2 separate regions of the Callithrix jacchus genome follow, and region 1 is linked to region 2. A link is a contact called in public Hi-C data. All regions are on one chromosome and are shown on one strand. Each heading gives the region's core, a stretch centred on a gene start, on an enhancer-like site or on the middle of the called end of the contact. The rest is flanking DNA. Distances are from core to core; before and after follow the strand shown.

Region 1 (2,700 bases), core at 184-2,683, 68 kb after region 2:
ATTTAAAATTGAAAATTTTCTTTCAATGACAATATAAACCTCTATCCATCTACCATATGTATTTTGTGTAAGGTTAGGAAATGGTATTTCCCTTCTTGAAAAGTATTTTTTGTACCATAGGAATATAAAGCTACAAAAGTCTTTTTTATTTCTGTTTATTCAACAAGTATTTATAGAAAATTATTGCCTTCCTAACAATAACAAAACGGTATATCAATGAACATTTGCATAATAACAATATACAACATAAACTGGTAAAACTATTCATGAGACACTTAGTGAATGTTAGTGAATTTTTAATATTTTAATTCTTCTTTTGCTAAAGCTATAGCTGTACACACTCTACAATTATGAGATTGAATATGCATTGTAATTGTGTGTTTTCTCATTAGTTCTATTTTTCAAGCAATAGCAATTTAAATAGATATTTGTATTGCAACTCTTTTCCCAGGGGAGATTATAAACAAATACAGCAGGGATAGTTATATGATGAAATATTATGCACCATTCAAAGCTATGTTATTGCATTGTTTTCTAATGACAAATGAAAAGGAATATGATATTATTTCAAGTGCAATAACCCATTTCGAATTCAATTATGATCACACACACACAAATGTGGTGAAAGGAAGCCTGCAAAAAAAAAAAAAAAGAGAGAGAGAGAGAATACTAACAGTGTGGAGGTTTTTCTGAGTTGCAAAATTTTGGAGAACTTTAAAAAGTTCTGCATTTTTAGTATTTTCTACAATGAGCATATTTATTTTTACACACAGGAAAGACTAAAACTAATTTCAAAGAAATATAAACAAAAATATGAAAGTATGAAATATGATGATGCAGGTGCCATTTCATACTGCTTAAACATTGCATTCAGTAGCATTTTTTCTTTACAGAATGTTAGGATCTGGGCTAGTATGCACTTCATAAAAGAGTGTAAGACAAAAGACACATTTGCTCAGTAAAAGATTAGCAGCATTGCAAAGCGGAAGAGACCAGTGGAACAGGAAACAAAAGTGAAAGAGTTCAGATAAGGGACTGCTGAGAAAAACAAGAGAGTTGCTAACGAGTAGTAAGAACATTTTCTGAGTGTTTTGGCTTATAATATTAACTTAGACAAAGGTAGAAGGAAATAATATTTCTGCAACATCTGTAGTATGGCAGGAATTATGCCTGAACATTTTATTTATATCATGTAAATTTAAGTTGGGTCACATAGGTTCATTTATTCTCATATTAGTTAGATATAATTTACCTCACCCTGGTATGTTACTGGGAAAAGCAGAATGACAAGATTTAATGAAACCAGGATTTAAATTTAGTGAGTTGATGGCTAAAACTCAAGCTCTTTTTATTTTACTTTGCTTTTCCAGAGTATTTTGCTAAAATAATTAAAAATACTGTCTGTCTTCCAGGATGATAAGGTTCTGTTATTTGACTGTCTGGAAAGAAGAATTTGTTTTTTTTTTTTTTTTCCGGTTGAAAGGTAGACCAAGGAAGCGTTTCATGTACAGACAGTCCTCTCATGTTCTCAATTTTGTGGCTGAGTAAAAGCCAGTGATATAACAAAAACCAAATGGTCATTGGAATAAGGCAGGTCTGTGTTCAGCTCTCACGTTTACTAGATATGTGACATCCGGCAAGTTTCTTAATGTTTCTGAGTTTTAGATTCCTTATCTGTAAAATGTAGTAACAATGCCATCTTATAGAATAATTGTGAGGATAAATGAGAAAAACATTCCAAGGATGCCTGGAAGAAATTACAGCATATCATAGACCTCCAACAAATGTCGGCTTTCTTTTCCTTAAATGCCAGCCCTTGAATGCTTTTTACAAGCGATTAATACTTGTTGTCCAGGACTTTTGTCAGTTTCTCCTGAGCTTCCTGCAGCACGTGGCAGTCTACCTCTTAAATTCCTAGGTGTCTGTAGTCATTTTTCTAAAGTCCCTCCTTTTGAGATTTTTCATTGTGGCTTTCTCATTAAATTTTCTAATTTTCTCCATGAGCCTCAGTTTTCTGCAACGAAAATATAGAGACTAAATTCAATGAAGTCACAATCAAGTTTGTACTTGGAGTATATAAAAACTCAGTAATATAGACAATGACCGTTAAAAACTTTTACATTCAAGAAGCAGACAGAATAAATCAGGCTCATATCCTTTTTGTTTTAAACTGCATTTACTCTAATTGCTGTTGGCATTATCTCATTTTCAACTTGAATACTTTAAGCAGGGCATACTTCTGTCTCGTAAAAGCTTCACTATGTTCTATTGTGACAGCTTCTCATATTTACATTCCTTTCCTGATCTTGACTTACTTTAAACTCCTCTTTCAATGGTCTCCTCAGGAACACCAGCATCCCTTAGAGAAACACCAGCGTCACTTAGAGACAGATTAGAAATTCTAGGACCTAACACCATAACTAGTGAATCAGAAACGTTGTACCTAGGGCTCAACAACCTATGTCTTATCATCCAGGAATGCTACCTAATTTTTGAGAATCCCTATTACAAATATTTGCGGTTAAATCAATGCTAGCAAGCATTCCACTTTCCTGACAGTAACCCAACCCCCAAACCGCCACAATTCCAGCATTTGTTTACTGCACCATGTGACATCATTGCTTTCTTCAGAGCATTTTCAGCAACCCTGTAATGTCTCAGATTAGTCTGCATATGGAGAGTTGATTTTTGCAATAATCT
Region 2 (2,700 bases), core at 22-2,521:
GGCAGCTTCTTACTCAATTTTCATCCTGGGGAGGCATACTCCACAGAAACAGACCCCAAAATCCCAACAGCCGCATACTCCCCCTCCGGGCCCCAGAGAGCCTTAAGAACACAGTATGAGTCTGGCAGCAGCACCTTTGTTGTTGTAAAGCGCTGGGCTAGGAGAAGGCATAAGCGTCACCATATACCTGCTCGTGTTACAGGCTCTGGAATCAAAGTATTCTCACATGACACATTACTACCAATAACAGATTCCGGCTCCGTTTAAAAAAAAAAAAGTAGGGGGGGCTACATATTTGTCCTGCTTTTGTCTAAAAACCAGAACCCAAGTACTAACTACTTTTCATTCTTTTCAACCTTTCAGGAAAGCAATTCAATCAATCAACTGCGGCTCCACCCAAAAAGCTTCTATACTTACTTTTCTTACAGTTTTTGAGTGACGCACTACAAAACGATGAAAAAAAAAGAAGAGGAGGAGGAGGAGGCAGCCCACTCCCACAGGGCGTCTTCCGCCCTGTAAACTTGGCAAAAAGCAAACTGGCCAGAAATACAGCACTCTCCATATAAGGCAGCCCAGCTAAACATGTCATGCGTAATTTATGGGTAGCAGGCAGAGAATTAACCTTTGCGTGCACATATTTGGCCCAGATGAAAACCGGGCGGGATGGCAGCCCCGGGGCCAGGGATGCGGGAGCCGCCGGGAGAACCCGCGCGCCGCTCGCCTCAGAGGGACTCGCACCTTCCCCCGACAAAGGTCATTAAGTTGTGAGTACACTTGCACGCACCTGTTTCTCTTCTCGCCCCCCGTTTCTCCCTCGGTCCCTCCGGGCTGCCAAGCCGTGCGCCGGCTGCGCCGTGACAGCGTCCGCAAAGCCCGTGGCGGGGAAGGGCGCAGGAGCTGCTGCAGCTCAGCCTCCCGCCTTCCCCCGGGCAGGAGGTGCTGAGAGACGCGAAACCAACCACCGCGCGCGGCCCGCCCCGGCCCGGGAGAGCCGCGGCCGGCAAGCACCTCCTCGCACTTCCTCCTTCAGCCACGGGCAGCCCCGCCGGAGTCCGAACAATGAAGCGCGGCGGAGCGGCGCGGGGAAACTGTGAAAATGGAAACTTACCTCTCACATTTTTTTTTCAGAGGCGGCCCGACTGTCGACCGAGTGCCCAAGGCATTGTGGGAGTCATGATTCCAAGATGCCCGCGACGGAAAAGAGAACTTGTCAGCTCCTTGTCACGGGAGCATTGTGGGCGCCACAACTCATTCAGCTGCAGTGAAAAGACTGTTGCATGTCGCTGTGCAGCCTCTTATCGCCGAGGTCTGGCTTCCGCTGCTGCTGCGCGGCCCCTCCCCCGCCCGCCCAGCCCCACCAGGAAGCCCAGGGCGGACTCGTCGAGCTCCTGAATGCACGCGGCGGCGAGGAAAACGCTCTTCAACTTTCCGCCGGCGCCCTCCCGCGCTTCCCCGGGCCCCAGGGTCGCCTCTCAACCGGAGAGAGTCCGCAAGGACGGGTCATGGGCGCTCGCCCCGCGGCGCCGAGAACAGGAGGAAGCGGGAGCCCGCGTGGGCGCCGTGGATCCCCTCGGCCTCCCGTTGGTATCTTCCATCTTTTGCGTTCAACATTGTAACCTCGCGGCGGGCGTGCAGACTGGACGCCCTCCGGCTACTTCTGCTCCTACCGACTAGCCGGGCACATCAGTGGGTCCGTTTTGAAAGAGGCCCATGCACCGGGCTTTGCAAGGAAGCCGGGAAGGTTAGACTGAAGGTTAGGAACCTATTAGACTAGAATCCTTGGATCTGTTGGGACTGCCGCCTTAAAATGCACCAAACAGTTTCTGAAACTGGCGGGTGAACAGGCGGGAAAAACATCTGCAAGACTGCCACTGTGTATTTTCTTCAAGTAACAGGCTGTCCACAGTTTTGGAATTCCTTAGTGAAACTGTCACACAAGCACAAACACTCACATGCCAGCTTTCCTTCTAGTTTGTAAATAATATTTGGACTTTACAATGTATTCTCAACTTTGCACTGTGATTCATAGAAAGCAAAGCTCCCTCTTTGAAAATAAATATATTTATATTTTATATAATATATTTATATTTATAACATATTAAATACTGGTATGTTTCATGGCAAGTGAGCCATATTGTCGCCAAAGCAAATAAACCACAGCCCCATATCACAATTCACTGGGTGTTATAAGGTGTAACTTGGCTTCACTTTGAATGGAAAGAATCCTGAACGTCTGTGGTGTGATAAAGTTTCGGAGATTGGGGGCAGGATTTCCTTTGTAAGAAATTCCGATAACTTGTTCAAGGATGATTTTGATGAAAAACGTTGGTCCCACGTTTGGGACACAATTTGGGACAAAAATGTTGGATATGGTATAACGTTCTTCCTGCAGGTTAGGTTGTGTTGAAGAGAGTGAGGCCAGCTCGAGGTGAAGGAAAAACATCAGAAAGGTGCTAAAGTGCAGAAATACCTTCCAGAGACACGAATAGCTGACTTGAGTTCTTGACCTTTAGCTAGATCTACAAAGCACTGAGTTAAAATTGTACAGTGATTACTTCCAGAACAAATTAATTAATTAAATGGTGCCTCTTCCCAGCGTTGTTTAAAAGAACTCAAGTACCCACACAGTGTAAGCAAACTAAAAGGACACTGACACTTTTTCAGAGAACAGGGATGGGAACTTTCTATCTGCCCATTTAG

What was found. A called contact is a pair of places that touch in the nucleus more often than the background predicts.
Region 1: a contact with region 2 is called in a Hi-C map of skeletal muscle, with 4 times the contacts expected there. The contact joins the enhancer-like site here to the promoter of MBNL1 in region 2. A contact is called at or near these places in 2 of 3 Hi-C or Micro-C datasets (both in skeletal muscle).

The regions. Positions count from the first base shown.
Region 1 is chr17:33,116,403-33,119,102 of calJac240_pri, forward strand. The region is part of intron 1 of LOC108588782 (a long non-coding RNA gene); the gene reads left to right. Among named protein-coding and RNA genes, the nearest start is that of MBNL1, 68 kb to the left of the region's middle. Within about 2 kb of position 1,434, at least 9 of the 16 cell types and tissues checked have an H3K27ac peak or open chromatin away from gene starts, as enhancers often do. A contact at or near this core is called in skeletal muscle, where this site is marked.
Region 2 is chr17:33,048,409-33,051,108 of calJac240_pri, forward strand. MBNL1 (muscleblind like splicing regulator 1) reads right to left here and starts at 1,272. Exons shown (of 12, transcript XR_614783.5): 1 at 1,109-1,272.